Regions from separate parts of the Gasterosteus aculeatus genome. Here region 2 is linked to region 1. The links are chromatin contacts, called in public Hi-C maps. All regions are on one chromosome and are shown on one strand. Each heading gives the region's core, a stretch centred on a gene start, on an enhancer-like site or on the middle of the called end of the contact. The rest is flanking DNA. Distances are from core to core; before and after follow the strand shown.

The links. Hi-C and Micro-C count contacts between places; a contact is called where the count stands out from the background.
Region 2: a contact with region 1 is called in a Hi-C map of skeletal muscle, with 8 times the contacts expected there. The contact joins the enhancer-like site here to the promoter of tex11 in region 1. A contact is called at or near these places in 5 of 6 Hi-C or Micro-C datasets (liver, skeletal muscle, tail fin and 1 more).

Annotation. Positions count from the first base shown.
Region 1 is chr4:5,659,231-5,667,149 of fGasAcu3.hap1.1, forward strand. tex11 (testis expressed 11) reads left to right here and starts at 4,390. Exons shown (of 29, transcript XM_040172860.2): 1 at 4,390-4,555; 2 at 5,423-5,535; 3 at 5,843-5,927; 4 at 6,075-6,154; 5 at 6,258-6,338; 6 at 6,423-6,542; 7 at 6,768-6,848; 8 at 6,951-7,036; 9 at 7,118-7,175; 10 at 7,277-7,372; 11 at 7,481-7,562. The coding sequence starts at 4,522. kdrl (kinase insert domain receptor like) reads right to left here and starts at 1,723. Exons shown (of 30, transcript XM_040174198.2): 1 at 1,149-1,723. The coding sequence starts at 1,212.
Region 2 is chr4:5,694,861-5,702,779 of fGasAcu3.hap1.1, forward strand. dlg3 (discs, large homolog 3 (Drosophila)) reads right to left here. Exons shown (of 24, transcript XM_078100592.1): 5 at 4,396-4,449; 6 at 3,956-4,006; 7 at 2,650-2,774; 8 at 1,997-2,166; 9 at 1,599-1,735; 10 at 604-749. Among protein-coding and RNA genes, the nearest start is that of dlg3, 35 kb to the right of the region's middle. Within about 2 kb of position 4,376, at least 1 of the 9 cell types and tissues checked has open chromatin away from gene starts, as enhancers often do.

The sequences.
Region 1 (7,919 bases), core at 3,140-5,639:
CGCTGTGACCCTCACAGGGTGCAGCGTGAATCCTTAATATTTGTTTTAGGCATTAACTCATGGATCTGGTGCAACACAGCTCAGCATGAATAAAAACGATAACTAATGTCTCTACCAGCCAGCAGCTCCCCTGCAGGAACAATGCCCTCCTGTCCGCCCTGCCATTGTCATGTGGAGGCAGTTTGACATTGCTCAATAAGAGCACAAGGAGCTACGGGAAGAAATCTTTGCTCAGGTAGCGTGTCACGTTTCCGTGACCTTTACTCGCCAGAACAATTCCAGGCTGCCTCTTGCCCCCACGTCCGCTTCCTCCTCGTGTCTTTCCCACGCTTTGTGAGTGGACAGTGAAGGAAATCTACTTGAAAACAACGCAGACAAAGCTTCAGAGGCTAAAAGCATGTATGAGTGTGTGTGTGTGTGAGATGGGAGGGGGGGGGGGGGGTATTTCCTTTGTTTGGATAGGCTGTTTATTTGGGAATGGTAAGGAAGGCTCCCCGTGTATCTCAGTGGCACACCAGGCCTGGCACAAGGTGGAGGAACATCCACCTTTTATCTGTCTATCTTGTTTTCGTGCAGTGACACAGAGACAATGAAGCTGTTTGTACTGTCTCAAGAAACAAGACTGTCTCTTCCCAAAATATTTGAAACCAGATAACAATTGCTGGATACGCGTTTTTTTTTTTTGCAATGTCAGAAAAAGAAAATCACAATCAAACAAACGCAAATTTCAGCATAAAATCTGTGATAATAAAATGTAGTCCACCCGCCTGTTGCAATGACCCATGACCCAACACATTTTAATAACATCATTCATCACCCACTTACAATGGGACAAGGCTACGCCTACCGGATACAAAGAGAACTACAAAAGGGTCTAACGACCGGCTCAAAACCTTTTCCAAAAATATTAAAATAAAATAATCTACTGAAATATGAAATATCCTCGGAACATTTTTTAAATGATTCACAAATGTAAGGAACAATGAACAAAAAAGGCCAAATAATTCAACCCTTGGTAGCATCGCAATGGTAGTAATTATTAAATGACTTCTAATGATAGTGTCAAATATCTGTTACACGACCTGCTTTCTGACTGAAACGGATCCAGCAGTGAAACTCTCACGCGTCAAACTCCGTAGACTTCTTACCGTTTGTGAGTGATGAGCAACACAAGACGACCACGAACCACCCGACGCGGCCGGAGGACACCATCCTGGCAGCTCTCCACTCCAAAAAAAAACCCTCACACCGTCACAAGTGGAGTGATATAAAAGTCCTTTGGCCGAGGCTTTAGATTCTCTCCTTAAAGCGAGTGAATCAAAGAGTCCTCTTCCTTTTTCTTTAAAAACAACTACAACAACAACAACAAAAACAAACGTGGTGTTAATCCGCAGACCCCCTCAGGTGTGCACGCGCAGAGCGGCGGTGATTCTCGCGTGTCCCATGGCGCGTTCTTCGCAGCGCGGCGCTCCTGCGCAGCTGGATGAGTCCGACTCCCGATCCGGCACCGAGGAGACGGATGTACCGAGGCAGGTGCACTCAGATCCCTCCTCCGCCCACTTCCCCTACACCCACCACCACCACACAAACACCCCCCAAAAATAATGTAGGATGAACTCAATTCGGAGGTTTGCGGGGGAAAAAACCCAAAGTGGAGAGATTCATCCGCTCCGCACGCGCGCCTCGGACACTTTACGCTGCTGTCGCCTGCGCGCAACACTTACAGCGCGCGCGTGAGGCGCGTTTATATGGAGAGGCAGAGGAAGGACGCAACGTCACTCCTTTAGTTGGGGGGGGGGGGGGGGGGTTAGAGTCCTTCCTTCAGGCCACTGAGGAGGGAGGTAATCATGAGAAGTAATGATTATCTATGGCAATCGTGCAGCCCGTTGGGTAAGAACAACTAGATGCCTGTAACTGCTTCAGATGGTGAATGGTTGTTATATGAGAATATGCAAGAACAACAACCAAAAAAAATATCACATTTATTGTATGTATTTTCAGTTGAAGCCTGAAAAATAGATTAATCACTGCATTGTTTCAATCATGATTAATAAAATCTTATTGATCTGTGGGCTGCTGAATGACTCTCTGAAGGTAAATTAGTAGAGAAGTAGATCATTAAACCTTTTTCATCTCATCTGTGTAAAGCTGCCTCTGATACAACCAACGAGGTCAAAGGTAACAGTAGTGATCTTGTTTTTAGGGGAAATAGAGCAAATCGTTAACAATCATTGTCCTATCAGATCAAAATCTATCTGTTTAGAGTCTAGAGAATCTAAGCGTTCAGAGTAAATATTTGCTGAATTTGTTTTTAGCTTCAGAAACAGGACACACTGCTTTTTATATCAATGTAAACAATCGTCTTTTGTGCAGCAGTACCCTGCAGTGTGTGGATGTGCTGCAGACTGTTTTCTTTTATCACCACAACAATTGCTCGGCTGCTGAAGGGTCACGGTAGCAGGCATTGTAAATAAGAACATCCTGCCCTCACCTTTCCGCCCACGTCGCCACGGAACAGACAACATTTTGGGGACTGGATCTTGAGTGCAGGATCTGTCCCAGCACAAGTGGTGACACGTGATGAGCACCACCCTTCCACTCCTGTAGCAGGGAAACAGAAAAGCCACAGGAGAAACATGGGAAACAATTTGTTCGTGACATTTCGGTCGCGGAAAAAATAGTATTTGATAGAAAGAGCACACAAAGTTGTCTCTCTTCTAAGCGGTTCAATCCAATAAAGAGGACAAAAGAGGATTGTTGTCTGTGCACTTTGTTCCACTTCTACTTTGTGCACTACTCAGTGGACACTCACCACAACCATCTGGTAATGAAGAAACATTAAAGTCACTCCTCTTCACTTTTTGGATTCCCATGGCATCAAATTCTGTCAAATGGTTTCATTTTCAAGAAAATATCTGGGCTCACATGTCTGAACGGTGACACATTAACAAAGATACGCTTACGACTTCGACGTAAAAGACGAGAAACCAATAAATGCACAAATAAGATGTGAGGTTTGCCAAAAAAACTACAACAATCTTCTGAGTGTGTTCATATTTGAGTCCTCAGTTAAAGGAGACATTCCCACTTGGCCAAGAGGGCAGCAGATACGTCTCCTGATGAACAATTGCTGGAAGTTGCTCGCTGATAGGGGTTTGAAGTGTTTTATTTTAGAATCTGGTGTTCAAAACACACTACGGGGCGACTAACTGGTCCTACGCACGCAGCATGCGCTCTTCCCTTCGCCCCCAACGGCAATGTCTTCTTTTTTGAATCAACCGGAAGAAATGTGTTTTTTTAATTCTGCAGACTCGGCCTTGGAAGCATTTTATGGAGTAAATGTTGGGAGAAATATGATTTAGGCCACAATATTAATACAACTATTTCTTTAACCAGAGGAACAACCTAAATGGTTGATTTTTAAGCCCGTGTCTTGGACAGAAAATGATACAATATTTATATGTCAACTTTAAGGTACCTGGATATCTTTTTTTTACTTATTAGAACAATAGCGCTCTCCCTTAACAGAGTGAATGTGCACACCACCGTTATAAAAGCGCTCAGTCACGTTAGGCAAAATGATTAAAGGGTTCAATTAAATCGGTTGTAGTGGGGTGCATGTCCGTATACCGCGTTCAATATCCACGACTGTTTATAAAGAAGAAACTGAAGTATCTTAAAAGTCTGTAAAATATGTCACTGTTGATATGTCAGGATTTTCACATTTTTTCTCAAAAAAGAAAAGATAAAACTAACACAGCTTACGTTGGCGATGTTGGGTTGACAGTTTACAGCTGTGCAACCTTTCCGGCAGATACTGACAATAACGTATTGCCCCAATAATCAAGGTCATTGGCTGCAGCTGTGTTTACGAATCCCACCTGACCTGTATGTCAAATATGTAGACGGTTTAATCAAAGAATCCTAAGAATCCTGTCGGTCAGATTGGACTAAAACATCAGTGTGCGACAGAAAGTGATTTCCACGTGTTGATGTATTGGAAACACACATTGAACATTTGACTGAGGCAAAATGGATTAGAGAGAACATAAAAGCCCTCGAAAGGTGTTGTTAATGTCACACTGAGAGTACATTGAGCTGGGGAGAAAAGGGACCCTGTGAGACACACTTTCCATCCTCCCCATGGAATATAAATAAATAAACCAGACATGATGAGAAAGCTGAGAATGTATCTGGTCATACATTACTGCGACCATTAGTAACCATTATGGAAGTTAAATAGCCATTAACTAATGCCAGCTAAGCTACAAGTAAAATAACCATTGAAAATTAATAAATATTCCATTAAACAAGGCAACAGAGTACTAGCTACATATTCAAGAGTATGAATAGTATGGATAGGATATGAAGGCACACGTTTTTCAGAGTTCACGTACCTTTATTTTGTTAACCTCACCATCGGGCTCTTCCTCCTCCTGGACCTCCTTCGCGGTATTACAGCTGTCAATCAAACAAACGGCGCCAAAGTCAGCCTCCGAGGTCCTTTACGGTGGCGAAACCATGAACATGGAGCAGTTTGTTTCGACGGTGACATGTGAGTCGCTATCCCGTTCAGTTGGTCGAAGTAGATAGTTTCTTTGCGACGAGACTTCCAGCCCATAAACGCGGTGGGTCAGTAACTGTTGTCTAGGTAACCGAAACTGCTGCGCTGTTAGCTAGGCTAACTAGCTAGCTTGTTTATCACCGTCAGTTTGGTTTGTTACGCCCTTCACAACATGATCAAAATTAATGTAATACATCAATATGCATAGTATATGTAGGGTTGCCACCTTTAGTACAGAAAAATAAGCTACGGCCGACCGGGGGGTTGGGTGGGATTTGCATGGGATGCTCCGTATTTCTTCAAAACGGGACATTCCGTATTTTAATGGACGGATGGCAAACCTAAGTATATGGTACATTAACGTGGCAAACCAACAGTATGTATTTAAAACTATTAACTTAAACTTTAACTTAGAGAAGTTTGTTAAATATTCAAAAAGAATACTTCATTAATCCAATTGTGAGTCCAATTACTCAGTAAATATTAGTCTTTAGGAGACAAGATGGGCGATTAATGAGAGTTTTAAGAACTTACTTAAGTTATGATACCACACATTAAGTTAACGCTACTGGTTAAGGTTTCTGAACTTGGGATGCATTCGTGATTTTAGACAGAATTACTTTAATAAATAATTGAACAATCAACGGTCCACATTAACCAATTACCTTTTCACTTGGTCAACATGAAGCTACAACATAATGTGACAATTATTTTTCAAATTGCAAAAATACACCTGTTGTTAGTAAAATTAGCCATTCCAGCACTAACTTGTTTTGGGAAAACATTTGACCTATTTTTCTATCTTTTTTGAGTTTGTGTCCAGTCAACATGTTTTGATTTTCTTTTGTTCCCAAACAGGTTTCATAGATAACCTTCTGCACAAACAGTCAACAGATTACGATGAGGTGATAGAGAAATTGTTCTCTGAGGTCTCTGGCCTGAAGGGGTTCCCCAAAATACCAGATCCGCAGGTAGAGGCACAAGTTTGTAAGAGAGGCATAATTTGTATTAATAAAGTAAAATGAGCAAACAGTCAAATCTAAAATGTTCCTCTTGCAATGCAGAACTGTCCTTTTGTAGTACTATCTAGTGCAAAAAATGTTAATTTAATGTAACTTAAGCCATTTGTCTGATCTTACTTTAACTGACCTCGGTGACTAAAATGTAAAGTTTAGTCAAAGTTCATTTATTTTTTTAAATACAGCATCATGTCACCTATTATAACTTGGCAGAATATGTGAGTGGTTTGCATATTTGTTTTTCTTATTCGGATTACAGCTTGAGGAATGTGCCATACAGCTGTGGAACTGGGTAGTTACCAAGAATGTGGGCAGCACTATAAGTACAACTCAGAAAGCAAAAGGTACACGTGTAGTTGCATTATTTATCAACATGCTAATTTTACTGATGACACTATTAACCTGAAACGTCGGCAAAAAAGTGAGGATTACAGGCACGGTTAGATGGGTTGTGTCCCCTCGCAATGAAATCGTTTTCGCCCTCCTCGCAGTGCGTCATGCCGCATGCACTCTGCTGCTCTGCTCTGAGCCTGAGAATCCAACAGAGGGCGTCATTCGTAAGCAGATCCTGGTAAGCAATACCGCGGGCCGCCTCTCTGAGTGCTCGATATTTCAGGGGGACACAATCTGTTTGTCTGTGTGTGTGTGTGTGTGTGTGTGTGTGATCTTTACAGATGGCCAGCAAAACGGGGAGAACCTGGCTGGACTGCAAGAATCCCCAGATGGCAGATAACTTCTTAAGATTTGCTGTCAAGGTGAAAGGCAAAAGTTAACACTCAAATTTAGAGCACACAGAAACATGGACTCCACACAAACGATGCAACGTTAATTATCCCTAGAGCCTGGAAACTCTCTACGGCCAACTCACGTCCAGAGGCGGCGCAGCATCCGACAACGCTTCGTCTAAAGACGACGTGGAGAAGGATCTGCTCCGCGTTCTCTCCTGCCAGGCAGAGTCGGTGAGCTGCGGCGCACGTGATGTTCAACACCTTCGACGTGAATATTTGTTCTTGTGATATTTGGCAGCTGAGGAAGCGCTATTCTGACAGACTTGCAGTGTGAAGTATGAGACAGCTAAATACAAACGGAGAAACAATGAGAGGGGAAAATCTCATTCTGTGCTAATGAGGAATGTGGCATTGTGGCCTGATGTTTAATAGCACATTCAGGTCTCTTCTTTGCAGGCCTTAAGTCAAGGGAGTAACCAGGAGGCTGTGGTCTGCATGCAGCGCTGTAAGGACATGCTGCTGCGAGTACCAAAAGATGTAAAACCTCTCTCTCTCTCTTATCACCATAACAACACTTTTACTGTTCATATCGCTTTTTAAAGTGGGGATGTTAACTCTGAATATATTTACCCAATGCAGACTGCGTACCTTTCCCTTATGTGCTATAACTTTGGAATAGAGACTTACGATCTGAAAAAGTTTGAGGAAAGTGCATTTTGGCTGAGGTAAATATAATGTTTAATTCATCTAGATATGTGCTGGCAACCAATCCAGTGTGGAAGTAATTTGTTCTTCTTCTTTCTTAGGCAAAGCTGTGAAATTGGGAAAATGAATGTGAAATACGCCCCTGGATTGGAAGTTCAGGTATTTCTGTGCGATACGAAGTTCAGTACAGGCAACATGTGCATATCAATGTAGTTTTATTTAATTTTTTGTAATCGGTCTTCAACTTCCCCTCAAACTAGGCCAAGGTGTTGAGGCTCCTTGCCATTGTGTATTTAGAGTGGGACTGTCAGAGGTTTCAGGAGAAGGCTCTTAATGCTGTCAGCTTAGCCAACAAGGTCGGATTTGAGAAATGATTTTCAAATTGCATTTCACGTATGCATTTTTAAACATGCACTTAAACAAAACAGATGCTCTGTTTCTAATTGGACTTTGCAATTTGACAGGAATGTGTGAGCGCCTCTGGGCTGTACTTAAAGATCAGGATACTGCTGAGATGTGGCGCCTCTGACGATCATATCAGAGCAGGTTAGTTATTACCCAACAGTCATTGAATTATTTATACAGAGCCTCATTAACCAAGCAGTGGGAGCGGGGCATCCGCAGCTGAGAGGTTCGAGAAGTCCATTCAAATAGGAAATGTTGCCAGTTGGATTCTCTGAGGCTGCAGGAAAGAAAAGTGGATTCTAAAAACTCCACAATGATGTAACCACAAGACCGGTCTGGTGGTCCATAACACAGATCTGTGCTTGGACCCATCCATGTGTTCTTGTGTCTCATTGGGCGTCCTGCACGCTGCCACATGCACAATTAAAAGCACGTTCTCTGTTCACATACACACATATATAAATATATTATATATGTATGTGAACAGAGAACGTCCTG
Region 2 (7,919 bases), core at 3,126-5,625, 36 kb after region 1:
ATTTTAAATCGGTCCGTCCTCTTCTCCACTGAGTGGATTTCTTTCTGAAAAGTCGGAGAATTACATAAACAATCTGTTACGGTTATGCTGTTTAAGCGAGGTTAAGTCTGCAGTGAAGGTGCACTCAGAACCCGGAAAAACCCTCCTTGCAAACATTTTAGAACATAGAAACTAGCTCCCTACATCACTGTTCTTAGGAAATTTGAGAAGCTGCAGCTCAAGATCGTGGGCTCCCATGAGCAGGTGGGATGTGAGAAACCATCCACACTCGGTGGGAGGCAGAGAACTGCGCTTGTTGTTGCTGTGGGTAGAATGATGTGTGTGTGTGTGTGTGTGTGTGTGTGTGCATTCACTACATTCATTATGTGGGTGTCTGGGCATAGCAGCTTTTGGGGAGAGATACAACACCAACATCTTTGACAAAGATTTAAAAAAAAAAAAAGATGATTCCCAGTGAAAGAAAAAAGGCTCCAACACGGGCCGCGACTTATAAAACACCCTCAACCTCAGGCAGTTTCAAGCAGCTGTTGTTTTGCAGCTGGCCGCTGAGTATAAAGACGTAGTGGGAGTGTGTGACCGGTGGGGAGACGAGGGAGATACGTACTGCTGGAGTAGTCTGGAGGGGCGTACATGTCATTGAGGTGCACAGGTCCCGGCTTGGCCACCTTGAGGTAAACCATGTCAGAGGTGTTCTTCAGCGCAGCCACCGCCTCCTCATGACGCACGTCCTGCAGCACGATGTTGTTCACCTGGATGGGATGATTGTCACGAGGAGAGAAGAGGAAAAATCAACACCTGCAACGCAGAGCTTCTTACCTGCGCTGTGACAACGTCGCGCGCCGCAGCGCCGGCGATCACAGCAGCCGAGACAATGAATCACAGCTTAGAACATTTTTAGCAGTACAGCGTTAACAGAGGTCAAAAGAAGTAGGCAGGCAAGACGCTCTCTGAGTTTCTGCGGTTTTTCTTTTAAGAAAAGAAATCGGAAATGAAATGGAAATAGAATGTGGAAAAGTTGCTCTTTAAAAAGGAATCCCAGGAAAGTTTGTGTAAACTGGGAAATGGTCTGGATCTCGACCAGTCTAATAATAAGTATAAGTAAGTAATAAAGTAGTCATTAAAGTAAGTAAGTTAAGTAAATTATAATTTCTTAATAATCGTAATTTGAATGTTTATTTACTTTTATTTGCCTTTGCATTAAAAAAGCTAATCAGAAAGGGCAGTGAATTCTAGGGTTGTTTGACAATACTTTTTACATTATGTCTTATCAGAAGTTGCTGCACTGGGAAGGTCGAGCCAGTACAAAGCATGTTGAACAAGCACACTCGATGCAGCCAGTTATCGGATGCGAGTAATGGCCAACGGAGGAAAGCTCAATGTGTGTCGTCTGTCTCAGTCAGCTTATTATGACAGGAAAGGACAACATAACCCATTCGGTTATCTACGCAAAGCACATACGTGCCCGGCTGAAGCGATAGGTGCTCATAATCAGTCCGACTAACGACAGCTGGATTTTTGTTGAACGCCCCAGTGAACTACACGAGTTCTCCTTTGATTTGAATATTCAATGTGGGAATGAGTCAGAGGGAGGCTCGTACAGCGAGCAGGCGGTCTCCGGTCTGCAGCCGTCCATCTTTCTGGGCGGCTCCTCCCTCTATGATCTTGGTAATATAGATGCTGTTGTCTCCTGGGATGTGTTGGTTGCCGATCCCTCCAGCAATGCTGAATCCAAGGCCTGGTGGAGTAATACACACAGTGAGATACGTCTGCAGGTAAACACATCACCTGTGACCTGTGAGAGGCCTTCTCTATAACAAATGCACTTCCGGGAGTCTAAACTGAATGACCATTATCCCTAAAAGTCAGCTAACACCTACTTATTCCAGCAAGTTGGTCTTTAATAAGCCTCAAAACCGTCTTAAGTGGTCGTTCAGCATTATCGTGAGAAGAGATGTATTTCCATCTCAGCGAGGGATGAGTGGGACGGGTCCCTGACCTTTGGGCCCTTTCAGCAGGTTGACCTCCAGGATCGTCTCGGGTGGCGCCTGCCTCCGTCGGACCAGCAGCCGCACCACTGGCCCCGCCTCCTTCAGGGCCTCCACCGCCCGACTGTGAACCACCTCGGACACGTCCACTTCGTTCACCCGCAGCACGCAGTCGTTCACGCTGTCGAGGGGGGGGGGGGGACGTTTTTAGTTACGGACATTCATCGCACGCTGTCAGGTGGCAAAGAACGCACTCCGTGTCATGACTATTTCATATTTCTAGCTTTGGTGTTCCAGTGAATCACGACTTTGAGGAAACACACGGAGCCCGGGGGCAGAGGACTGCGGAGACTCCGCCTCCCACGCTGCTCTGCCTGGCGGGAAACGGTGGTGGCGAGCTCGAAAAGTAGGGAGGTTAAAGTATGGAGAGGACAGAAGGTGCAGAGGAGCTTGAAGAGGGAAAGAAGGAGGCGAGGAGGGAGGGGGACATCTAGTCTAGATTTGACTTCGCACCGTCTTTCTCATAGTACCGTTAAAGTAGCTCTTAATCTATTTCACGGCGTTTTCAAACCAGGATTCTATTGTCTTGCTTCCTTCGTCTTGTTATCTGCTCTTCATTCACCTGGGCAGCACCTGTATCTGCACAGTTAGGAGTGGAACTCACCCGAGCCTTCCGTCCATAGCAGCCGCTCCACCGGGAATTATCTTGGTGATGAAGATCCCCGGGTCGTCGGGAATGTGGGGATTGTCTATTCCTCCAGCAATGCTGAAGCCCAGGCCAGAGTTCCCCTGCACACAGGTTATGATTGGCATCCTCAGTGGGGAACCACAGACAACAGACACACACAGCGCTAAGTGATGCACCCAATGTGGGCTCAGGGTCAGTGCAATGTGGCTCCTCAGTGTATCGGTATCTCAGAAGAACCCGTGATCGATGCATGCTGCTCCGGGCATTTCTGATGTGCATTTTCGGGACGCATGTGTGCGTGTCCTTGCGTATTTCATTAGAGGAGGGCCCTTCATTGAAACGTCACAGTCATCCCGTCAACCCGGCAGAGATGCATCAGTGTCAGGAATGCCCCGCGTTTAGAGCTGAAGGTTGATTTAAGATCCAAAGCGAAGACGAGCTGAGGAGCATCATTCCCGTTGCATCTCACCCTCTGCTGGAGACACACTCCAGCACCTCCCGTCGCCGAAACGACAGAGGACCCACTTGGATGCGGTGGGTCGAAGTGCACTGCTGCATCTGACAGCGGTTGCCACAGAGACCAGCGGCATACAAGACGGTCGAGAAAAGACTTTCGCTTTATTACATTCTATAATTAATGAACAACGGTCACAACGAATTAGGACAGAGTGAGGCCGAGGCCTCCCAGTGTGCTGCTCCGGAGCAGAAAGGAGTACGCGGGGCCTCACGGCCAAATGTTACACAGCCACAGGCCTTTTAGTGTGTGTGTGTGTGTGTGACTGCATAGCTTATTTAAAATCTCCACTTGGAAGAGTGGAAGCGGCAGAGACCGTGTGCATCTATAGTGGATCGGAGGTGCAGCCGTATGTGGGTTGAACCATGAGAGTAGAAACATAAAGCTCGGCCACTACAAGCTGAACCGCCGCTGAACAATCGAACAGGAGAGCACGTCCCAAATTCTGCTGCCTGCGGATGGACGGCGCGCATGGGGATTACGTAAAAAGGTCGTCTCATCGCCGCTATGCTGTGCTCAGGCTCGCATGAGGCACAGAGCGGCGATGCGACAGCTACAAACATCACCGACGCCGCAGAAGAACGTATGATTCTCCTGAAGTACAGTAATCAGGATCCTTCTCTGGGTTTTCTTTAAACTCCCTGAAGGAGGACTGAGCTGCTTGCTACCACCTAGTGGGGAGAAATGTTTCTGTCATGCGGAAAATGAATTAAGGGGGAAGGTGTAGTGTTGTGTAATGTGTTGTAACAAGCAACAGGTAAATCTCACCCGCTCCAAAATGATCTCTTCATATTTGTACATCCCATCACTGCCATTTACCTGTGAAAACAAAGAGCATGATGGTTAGTTTCATACCCGAGTACCGCATTTGCTAGAAATACAGTTTAGAAAAAGCAGCCATGTCCTTCACCAGACTCCTACAGAGTAGACTTTTTGATTTGTTGCAATCAAAAGGTGTCTTTCCTTTTAACGGTGCACAAGCAACGCGTCAAAAAGAAAACGCGCGACTGCAGAATGCACATTCACCCCAAACCGGCAGGGTAAGAGGCATAATGGATGTCGGTCCACATGGCAAACAGCATGTTGCTAGCAGGAGGAGGCCTTTCCCTCCACACACACACAAACAGACCCTGCGCTCATGCAAAGAGGAGGCTGCGTGGAGGAGAGAGATGTATGCTGTACAGAGAGGGGGGGGACCAGATACTTACATAAGGGCCCGCATCTATTGAGTCCGCGTTGACGATGATGGGGGGAGGGTTGGCCTGTGAAGACGAAGAAATACACGTTATGTTATTGTGCGAGGCTGGCAGCGCACACACACACGCGGTACACACGCTATCACTCGGGAGCAAAGGCAACGGATGCCATGGGAACAGTCAGTTCAATTTCTTTGGGGATGATACGGTGTGTGTGTGTGTGTGTGTGTGTGTGTGTGTGTCTTTATTAACCGCCACAGCTGGAGGACGTCCTGCAGACGTCTCATAATAGCGGCCGGCTTGTGGTTCCAGCCGTCGGGACGATACGTTTATCACACAAATCCTTTTCACTTTGGCTTCACACAGAAATACCACCACATATGATCGCATAAAGAATTCATGATTTCATGGCTACTTAATCATTCAGTTAGATTGACAACATGTGATACTCTCAGAACACTGCGAGGAATCGCTAAATAAGCTTATTTGATTACGTAATTTAGTTTAATTTATGTGTACTGCTGAAATGGTTGATTGACAGATTGGACACAATTATTCAATTTGGATAATGAATGTATTGTTTGAGCCATTTATCAAGCAAGAAGTCATGTACTTGGTCCCGTTTCTATAATAAGGATTTTCTCTGATTAACTCTTTTGGTCTTTTAAACAAAACAAATAATTTAAACATGTCATCCAGGACATTTTTCTTTATTTTCTGATATTGGAAGCTTACCTATTAATCAATTAATGAAAAAGAATTACCACGTGTTAAACATCAGTTTAGTGTGGAATGAATGTGTCATTCTTGCAAATAATGCTATAGCAATTCATCTGTGGGAGTAGATCAAAAATTGTGCTGACTTAATAATCACAATCGCTAAAGAAGTTTGAATGTTAAATTCTATACTTTATTCATATAAAAATGTATCATCATGGATTACACAGTGTATTTGTTGACCTTGAATCTCATTTTTGATTCTTTCGCCTGCAGCATAAATACAACTTTATGGGGAAAAGCGGTTTCTGTTCGTCTTTTTGGAGCACGTGAAACAAACTAATGAACTATTGGATACACGTCGATGCTCGGTGACAGAATCCGCCAGTACGACCAAGTCCAACCAAACCGCCGCAGCTACATATTAAGCTCCACAGTTCAGCTCAACTCTGCTGCGCCCCCTGGTGTTTCTATTTCCAATGTGAGGTCTGCGGCGCGGTTGTTCTGGCAGCAGCTTGATGGTCGTTTTGTAGTTCCGCACGCCGGCGGTCTACTTTTCATCGATCCGATTGAGCTGCGCGGGCGGCGGGATGCTGACGCCGCTGCTGGGGGACGTTACACTTGCCGAGGTCCGACACAGAGGAGAAAATCAGCACTTTTTCCTTGTTTATTGTGGAACTACCTGCAGAGATATCTGTGAACGATTGTCTGTATTACAATATGCATGTACATATACTGTATGTAGCGCTGGATAATCAATCAATAAAATAGGATATAGTGATGTAAGATTCAATGTTACCCTGGATTTGGTAGTTTTTAGAGGCTTTCAAGGTTGATTTTCAGTTTAGTGATTTCATTTTCCGGCAATATTTGAGTGTTCCAGCTTAATGGAATGAAGGAAGAAGGAATTATAGTACTTTCATTATATTCACATTACAGATTCCTCAAAAGCGTTTCAAACGCTTCAGTAGTGAGCCCCCCTTTTGATTAATATATGTTGATATTTTGGTATTTGTTTAAAAACATCACAAGAACCACGTTTTTTGACATCACCATGTGCTCAATATAAATATAGATGTTGAATTCTCAACTGTATTTCCAGAAAAACATTACCGTACATCTCCAATATAAATAGCTATACTACTAATGTAATTAGTACTTTTCTGGTTAAAATAAAAAGGATTGGAATTTCTTCATTTGACATCTTTAACCTGACAAGTGAAGCTATTTTATCCCAGTGATAAAATGAAAGAACCTAAACGCAGTCCTGCTCTGCGAATAACAAAATGTCCCACAACGGTATAACATATCCAAAGACATTAAAGGGATCCCCAATGGACAACTCCAACTCTACCTTCACATTGGCAACATGTTCCCTCAACAATTTACTCAGAAATGTTAAAAATTACACTACATTGGCAATATCATGTGGCAAAAAGGCACCGAAGGGGTTTATAACCCAGTTGGCGGAACACGAGCCGGAAGCTTGAACCCTTCATCTCCTCGCCAGCTGTGTGCAGGTGTCACTTCACCCCCCCCCCCCACCCCACCCCCCTCCTCCTCACCGAGTCCGTTCACGGTAATGAAGGGTCGCTGTATAAGCAGGAGCAGCAGATTTGACCTACTCCACTCGGTGATGATGTGCTATGACTCTGGACAGTTGTGGCTGTAACCCCCCCCCCGCCGTCAGCACAATCAGACCGCCGTTGTAATCTGCACACGGACCAACAGATGCTCGCGTCTGCGCTCGCGTCTGCACATCTGACATGGCTGCGTTGCGATTTTTGGGGAGGGCCGCTGCCCCTCGTCGACCGGCAGGCCGAGCTGCCGAATCCACCACCGAGGCCACATGTGCCAAAACACACCTGCTGCAGTCTAATGCCTGCGGTGCTTATCGCAAGTATCAGAGCGGTCCAATGCCCCCCCGCCCCCCATCCCCACCGGGTGGGATCACTGGACCTAGAAGAGCATCTGAAAGACAATAAACCCATCAGTTGGAGGAAGCGGACGTATTATCCTGGCCCGGGATTGCCGCATAATCCCTTTATTTAAATCTCACATAACAAGCGGACAAAAGGAATAATGAAATATAATCTCAATATGATTCGGCGATTTACTCAGGTAACTTGGATTAGCATGGATTACGCCGACGGGCCTTTACGACTGTTGGTAAACGTCTTCGCTGACCAGACGCCCAGAGGAGCAAAAACGGTGGATTGAAGACTTTCCGTTCTGACCACCACCGATGTTTGTGACACATTCTGGAAGTTGCCTTTAAGGGCCTTTAACAGGAGACCAAATTGAATAGCATTTGAAAAGCAGCCTCTTGCAGATTGATTGTTTTTAGGACAGGAGGCGATCGAAATGTCTTTGGGTGTGTTCCGTGTGAATGTGGCTCATATGAAAGAGATTCAATGGATGAGGCAGAACAAGATTTCACACATTATGCCTCTGCATCGAAAAGGACGAGGATCACTGTTAGCGGCTTTCAAAGGAAAATGTTCAAACGCTACAACGATCAGAAATCCAATACCGGAAAGACTTTTCTACCTGTGAAGACCTTTTACATGGACGACACTTTGACAAGACGGCCTCATTTGCACCTGGTATTAACACGTGACCCCTTTATTCTCTGGATGGTGACATCTGATCCATGGTCCTGTTGAGCAAGGCAGCAATGTTGGACGTGCCCGGTCCAAGAAACCATCATAAATGCAGCTCTATTGTGTTGAGATTTGGCATCCTGGTTACCATCAAATCTGCACCTTTCCTTTAAATTCAGTCATTGTGAAATGTTTTCACAGACAGTTGTAATTTAC